Regions from separate parts of the Zea mays genome. Here region 2 is linked to region 1. The links are chromatin contacts, called in public Hi-C maps. All regions are on one chromosome and are shown on one strand. Each heading gives the region's core, a stretch centred on a gene start, on an enhancer-like site or on the middle of the called end of the contact. The rest is flanking DNA. Distances are from core to core; before and after follow the strand shown.

Region 1 (3,876 bases), core at 523-3,022:
ACACTGAGATAGGCTATATGTGGTATGCCATTTACAACATAATAGTCCTTACAGACAGCACAAGTTCAAATTGAGACTATTGAGTTAGGAGCCTATTTTATACAGGTTTTTTTGCAAACATGTTTCAAATAAGCAATTATTTGGGCGTATAAGTAAAGCAAAACAAGATGTATTTAAGTAACAGATAAAAATACAATCAGTTTTTAGCTCTTAGGAAAATTACCTCGGAAGAAATCCTCCAGTATATGGCCTTTTCTTGCTAGAATAGACCCAACCATTCTGGGTTTCTTATCGAAAATCATACGCAGCAAGCGAGCAGCGACATCACGCCTGGAATTCTTCCTCTCTAAGAGATCAAGAAACAGGTCCCTCTGGCCACAGTCACTGAGCGAATGGACCAACGAGACAGTGGCACAGAGCCACAGCCGAGCTTCATACCTGCCTGCTGATTTTGTCAATGACTTGATTATGGACTCAACATTGTGAAAAAGAGATCTCCTCCCTTCCACGACAACTGTATTAACACTGCCGCATTCTGCCGGCACTTGCAAAAAGAGTTGAACCATCTTCGGAGTGAAATTTCTCACCAGAAATCTGGAGCGAAAACAAGCAAAGAATCACACATGCTACGTAATGAACCAGGCTGAACTCGAAATACAGGGGGCACCACAGTAAAGGGCATGTGACTATTGGAAAACAAAAGTTAGTAGGCATGTATGCAGTTATAGGGCCTATTTGGGAGAGCTCAGCTTCACCAACTTCACCATAGATCAGCTTCACGGTGAAGTTGCTGAGGTTTTTAAAGTGTTTGGCTTGCAGACTAACTCTTGATCTATGGTGAAGTTGGTGAAGCTGAGCTATAAATCAGCTTCACAAAACATAGATCAGCTTCACAAATTTGAAGCTCAGCTTCACCAACTTCACCATAGACCAACTTCACGGTAAAGCTTCACAAACTTGAAGATTTAGTTAAAAAAGTCATTTGTACCCTTGATCGAAGTATTCACCATATGAGCTTGTTTTCTTCACAATGTTCTCATCAGTCTTAATTTAAAAAAAATAGATGATATTGCACCGACATTTTTAGAGGTAATTTTAATAGTATATTCATAGTTGGCGGTATTTATACATAAATATGACAAGCATCTTTGATTTCAAAAGGCGAGTGTTTGTTCTAAAATATCCACCAGTGTCCCTGTAAATTCAGACAAAATTCATATCTGATGCATACACATACAGGGTTGTACATGTACGAAGGAATTCACGTATACAAAGGAACAATATGCAAAGTGTTTGTATATGCGCACACAAAATCTATGGGCTGGTTGTAGACTCCTAAAATACTAACCGAATTGCTGCTAGAACCACCAGAAAGTGGAGGCAAGGTCTGGGAATACGAGCTCGCCGCCAGGGACTGAGTGCTGCCCGCCAGGGGCTGGGAGCCGTGGGCTGGCCGAAGCCGCTGCCACACCCGTCCCTTGCCTCCGCCCTCCACGCCGAGAGAGCCCTGCTCGGGGCGCCAGCGGAGCTCCAGAGGATCCACCGACCGCGCAGAAGGGAAGGCCACGAGCGGATCTATGTGATGCGAAATCGCCGCCACAACCGGTCGGGAAAGCCACGTTGTAGCCGGATCTCTGCGTTTGCGACTCCCCTTCGGCTCCGGCGTCCTCCGGTGGGCTTGCCCAGGGCGCCCGACGGCTAGGGTTTCCCAAGAGCCGTCAGAGCAGAGAGAAAATCGATCGAGATAGGAGGGCTTCGAGCGGAGAAAAAAAATGAACCAGTGGCAAAGGTGCACAACACTGAGCTATGGGAACGGTTTTCCACTAAGGTCTAACCATCGTATCATACAATTCTAATCTTTTACATAATAATGTTTGGTTTCTTTAGTCTAGAAACTAAAGTTTAGTTAGAGGATTAAAATTTAGTCCCTAACATGTTTGGTTCTAGGGGCTAAAATTAGTAAGAATATACTAAATAACTCATAAGAAGACTAAAATGACCTTTAACATTTTTCTGCTATTAGTACAATTGAATTAAATGAAGGGTAAATGTGGAATTAATATGATTTAGTCCCTTTTAGCACATGTGTGAATGACTAAAGACTAAATCATTTTAGTACATATTTTAGACCTAGTGTTTGGCAAAAAAAAAAGACTAAATGGGTCTAAAAAACTAGAGTCTAATCTTTAGTCCCTCTAACCAAACACCCCCTAAATACTGCCAATACACAATATGTACAGAGTCGTATAGAGACTCGCTCTTCATGAAAAGATTGTCTCTTAATTTTTTTATTTTCACTTAACCCCTAAGAGATCCCTCGTTTAATTGGATTGTACATGCCCTTATCCTCAACTTCACGTGAAGGTATAAAATTCCAATTCGTGAAGCACCTCTTGTCATCGTTTCGAAAACCGGGGGACAACAAGGTTTGTGTTGGGTGGGAGATGCTAGCGCGGACTCACTCCGAATGATGAATCGTTGGGACTCGAATGTGGAATTTGAGACAAATGGTTTATACTGGTCCAAGTTTGTGCCCTAGTCTAGTTTAGTGTTGATCGTTGTATTGCCTTGGAGCGTGTTAAAACTGTTGGTGTGTGGGAAGAAGGAGGGGCCCCTGCCTTTTTATAACTCAAGGGTAGGACCTTACAGTGTGGACTTGTATTCTCCTGGAGGGTGCCTGGTATGTTGCCTCTGAGTGACGTAGTTCTCCTGACATCGTCCGTAGGGTCGTGTTCAGTCATACTCCCGTTATGGCGTAACACTTCGTATGCATGGTATACGGGTCCCTATAGCAAGTCTCATGCTGATGTAGTGACCCCTACCAGGGATAGTTCTACTACGTGTTTTGGGGTCGTGCGTGGTGCAACTTTGTCTATCGTCATGAGCCTTGTGACACATTCCTGTATGCGTAGGCATACACCCGTTATGGTGTATTGTCCCATCTATTCCTATATGCGGGTAACTACAGAGACTCCGACACTGAGGTCCCCACAATCGGGGTTGAGTGGCCCCACAAGTCAGCGGGGACACGTCTGGGACCGTATGTGGGGGCCTGCAATCATGCCGATAGTGACCTCTTGGTGCGCCTACGGTATGTCGTGCCTGTGGTCCAGACGTAGTTTGGTGGAGAACCATCTTATTATGTTGATGTTCGTCGGTCGTACTGGGATTTTGCCTCCTCCTCGTCGAGTTGGTCGGCCAGGACTTGGTCGGTTGTTCCGCCTCACGGGGTTGCTTGGCAGCGACTTGATCATCCGCTCCGCCTCACAGGTTTGCTCGACAAAGAGCCCGGTCATTCGTTCCGCCTCGCAGGGTTGCCCAGTGGAGGATTGGTCGGCTACTCCGCTTCACTGTGTTGCTTGGTAGTAGGCCGGTCGACGAGTGGGCCATTAAGAGTTTATGGACCTACTTTGGGTACCTAGTTTCCAGGTACCCGACAACATCCCTCGAGCCTTTATGTAACTCTTTAGAGTTGTGCGGAAACTTTTGTTGAGCACCGAAATCCCAGACACGCGCAAGCGCATCTGCTAGATGCTTCCCCCGAGCCCCTGGGTAATCCTTGTGAATTGCTTAGGGGTTTATGTGGTGTTAATGCAGTTTAGGGTCAGAGCCTTCCTACGATGGTCGTCATGTGCTGGGCATGAGTCCATGGCTTTCGTTGAGGACCGACATCTCGAGGGGCGCAACCGCATCTGCTAAATGTAGTCCTGGAAGTCGCCTAGAGGGGGGTGAATAGGTGAAACCTGAAATTTATAAACTTAAACTTGCACTAAGGTCGAGGTTAGCGTTAGAATAAAATTCGAGTGCGAAAGATTGTTTCTCTTGCTAAGAGTTGCTCAATAGATGTGGATGTCGTTTGGGAGCAAACTCAAATCA
Region 2 (3,876 bases), core at 498-2,997, 410 kb after region 1:
TCAAGACCATATCGTGGCAACTCATGCGAGTAAGCAGAAGCAAGAACCATATCACCTGCTATACTAGCAGAGATGATTTGTGCTGTGATGTCCTTGTTGGTCTAAGGAGGTCTAGTTAAGAGGTACAATATTATGCCACTGGAGCTCAAGTACCATAGTAATAAGCAGAAACCAGATGATTAAAGAACAAAGAAAACAAATGATGAAGGAATCAAAGGATACAAATCGCACAACAAATCTGTATTTGGGTGTATTGTACTTGTTTTTGTCTTGGTTAATCAGCCTTATCCTGGCCCTGTAGTCTGTCTTGCCAGCTGCAAACAAGGTCAATAGAAAAAGGCTTTCAATCAAACAGGAAATAAAAATGATAGTAATGCAAACATCAAAAGAGCAGACAAAACATACCGCGCCTTCTCTTGAACTTCACCTGGAAACGCTTGAAGTACGCATTGGTCTTGTGGGTCTTGACAAAACCCCCCTGGGGAGATAACCGAAAGGTACACAAATAGTTAAACGCACAGGTAAGGTTGAGCATGAATTCTGTCAAGTATGCATACAACAGACTTCACTAAGTTGTCAACCAAAAACTATTCAGTAAGTGTCATACTCAAACAAAGCTGCAAATGCATATTTATCAAGAGTCACAGCTGAGTCAATAATATAGATGCAGTACATATGGCGAGAACATTCTACCAATAGTCCAATACTTGTCAAGGAACCGTGACACCAAATTAAGATAGCTCTCATGACACATCAACATCAATAGAAAGAATCCGCAAAATTTTGCAGAGGCATAAAAACAGTTATATCCATTATAGTGTACAGATCTAGTAAACATAACAGAGTTTTTTTCCAGAACAATTGAAACCTTTCAAGAAATGGAGAATCGTAATCCCTGGAAAGATTAAGAAACGACCAAATGACAGACTTTCAACAATAGATCCTCGCGTGAACATACAATCACAAATACGCTATATAGCAGATGCAATAACTGATAAACTAAACGACTATAGCCACGAACAGTAGGCCACTTAGTCAATTGGGCAGAAGGGTCCGGAGCCCTCCCTTCGATCAAACATTTTTTGGTCGACATCCAAAAAAATAATACCGAAAGGCCCATCCAATATACTTCTTCTACCTAAACGTCGATCCGAGCACGAATCGCTCGGTGCCACAAGTGTAGCCTTCCTCCAGCCAGCATGCTGACCCATCACCGCGCTAACTGAACGCGGCGGCTACTTACGCCCTTGCCACTCCAGTCCCTCCACTAGTGAAGAAATCTACCCAAGTAAACGCTAGTTGCACAATCACAGGCGCAGCAATCGAACGAATAAGCAGAATGATAGCGGAAGAGCCCGTGATCTTACCATCTCAGTCTCCTGCGGTGGCTATGGACACTGCAGCGGCGGCGGCTTCACCTGTCGGGCTAGAGGTGGGAGCAGCGACAGAAGGGAAGGGTTTATAGGGGCGCCTCCTCCGGGCCTTTTAACTCTGGGGAAACCCTAGCCGGTGGACGGGCCGATAGCGTCTTGTCGCTGGGATGGATGGCCAGGATCGGTTCGAGCGTGCTGCTGGGACAAATGGGCCTCCCGTCGGTGTTGGTGGGCTAGAATGGTAGAGATGTTCGGTGAGTGATGAGTTCATGAATTGATGGGCCTGTTTTTTTTTTTTGTACTGGAGCAGCATCCGCTGTATTGTTTGGCCACTCTGACGAGTTTTGTTCTCCAAAATTTGGAATTCCAATAGTATCTATGCTGGTACCTTGGATTCGTCTTTACTCTTTACACTCTGCTAGATGATGTTTTTTTTCGTCTTGGAATTTATTGTTCACCCTGGCAGCAAAAATGAGGGCTGAACGGTAGAGCTCGTGACTAGTACAGGACTACCCTACAGGCTACAGTCCACCTTCAAGTCAAGCAACATTTAGAGGTAAAAGGGTGGAGTCAAGAAAGTTTTGTTGTAAGATTCGCTACACTCAAACTAACACATTTGCATAGATGACAGCCCAAAAATACATGGTGAATCTGAAAGGAGCAGCAACATAGCCCTGTCATGCCATTCTAGCTCTATATACCTTAGCAACCAGCGGCACCGGTGCCCAACAAAAACGCTCGTAGGCTGTAGCCGCAGCTGCTGCCGCTGGTTGAGTAGGAGAAGAAACACTGTTCCTGTGTACTGCTTCAGCTGATAAAAAAAAGGAGGAATGTCGTAGCAAGCCTCACACTGATCAACTGCAACTTGGAGACCCTAATAGATTGTTTGTCGTAGCAAACCTCTCATATCAATATATCAAACACTTTATACTTCTACATTCTACATGGTATCATACTAGATTTAGGATTAGGGTTTCCCCAACCCACAACAGGCGCCACCCACCCCCATAGCCAGCCACTGTCTTCCTAGCTGCTACCCCCGGGAGACTCAACCCTCCCTCCTGGGGGCAGGGGGCAGCTTCCCTTCCCCTCCGTAGGCCAAGCCTTCCCTGGCCGCCAAGCCCTGTGCCCCTACTCTCCCACCCGCTGAATCCGCGCCGGAGACCCTTGCGGTGCCACCCGCCGTCCACACGCGCGCTCGTGCCTCGCGGTGCACGCCCGCGCCGTCGGCTGCCTACCCTGCGCGCGTCCGCGTCCACGCGCTCGTGAGCCCGTGTCGCGCTCTCCTCGATGTGCGTGCGCCCGCGGCTCGGCGTTGCCCCGACGACCGCCCTCCTTAGGCTTGCTCGCTCTCAAGTGGAGTGGTGGCGGTGGGCGGGCTCGCCTGCTTGCGGCTGCGGCTGCCCTCAGCCGCGCGCCCACCCCACCCCCCCTCTCGGTCACGATCGCAGCTACAGCCGCTCGTGTCGATGGGCGCGCCACCCCCTCCCAACAGTGCGGCCACCCCTCACCTCCAACCTGGTGGCGCGACGACCCCTCCCTGCCGGCAACCTCTGCTCGCCTGCCTAGATCCAACCACGGCGCTGCTCGTGGGCCCAGATTCGTCGCGGGGCACGCTTCTTTGCCCTACTGCCGCTGCAGCGGGCGTGGGCGACCTTGCCGCGACAACCTGTGGTGTGGGTGGCCTCGCCACCACCGCAGCAGGCGCCCACGACAGTGGCTCTCTCTCTCCTTCTATGTTGTTGACTCCTCGTCCATGGCCGAGTAGGGCCCTGCGCTGCTCACCCCTCCCTCCTAAGGCTCTACAGCGCCGCCCGGATCCACGCAGCCGCCGCGTCCAGGGCTGGCCGCCGCCACCCAGTTGCGCCAACCTCATGAGCATTTTCCGTCGCTAGCGTCGACAACCCTTGCTAGGTCCGGAGTAGGCCCATGTCCAGCTGGAACCGCCCCGTCACCCTCCCCTTCATCGTCTTCGTTGGATCCGTCGCTGTCGCGGCCTTCCCGCCCGGATCCACGTTGTTGTGACCTTCTCGGCTCGATCTGTCGTCCCTTTGGCCGGATCGCGTCTTCTCGGCCGGATCCATCGCTCCAGTGGCCTCCCTGGTCGGATCCGTCGTTCCCCTTCTATTCTGCCGCGGGCGCGGACACCATGATCGATGCAGACGCATGAGCTGCCGTCGACCTCCCTGGCGGGTCTCCTTAACGTCCGGACGAACGAAGAAGCAGAAAGGTCGGCCTGCCGGTGCTCTTTTGTTGTGTCGCCCTGCCGATCATTGATGCTCGAACGTCGAACCCTTCCAAAGAACAGGCTCCTAATGCGTGTCTCCCGACCACGGCCACCTCGACTTCGGCTAACTCGGCATCTAGGGGCTATAGCCTTCTCGGAATCCATACTGGTCTCTTCTCCTGCCGCAACATTCGCACCCTCACGATGCTGCGACTATGGAGGGATTTCAACTTGTCGGCTCCTACCTTTGGCCTCTACTATAGTCTCATCATGTGT

Evidence for each region. Hi-C and Micro-C count contacts between places; a contact is called where the count stands out from the background.
Region 2: a contact with region 1 is called in a Hi-C map of tassel, with 3 times the contacts expected there. The contact joins the promoter of LOC103650892 here to the promoter of LOC100278343 in region 1. A contact is called at or near these places in 4 of 25 Hi-C or Micro-C datasets (ear, endosperm, leaf and 1 more).

What each region holds. Positions count from the first base shown.
Region 1 is chr3:172,427,375-172,431,250 of Zm-B73-REFERENCE-NAM-5.0, forward strand. LOC100278343 reads right to left here and starts at 1,773. Exons shown (of 5, transcript NR_158670.1): 1 at 1,349-1,773; 2 at 224-594.
Region 2 is chr3:172,841,746-172,845,621 of Zm-B73-REFERENCE-NAM-5.0, forward strand. LOC103650892 (60S ribosomal protein L5-1) reads right to left here and starts at 1,748. Exons shown (of 9, transcript XM_008676480.3): 1 at 1,368-1,748; 2 at 406-478; 3 at 223-314; 4 at 1-101. The coding sequence starts at 1,370.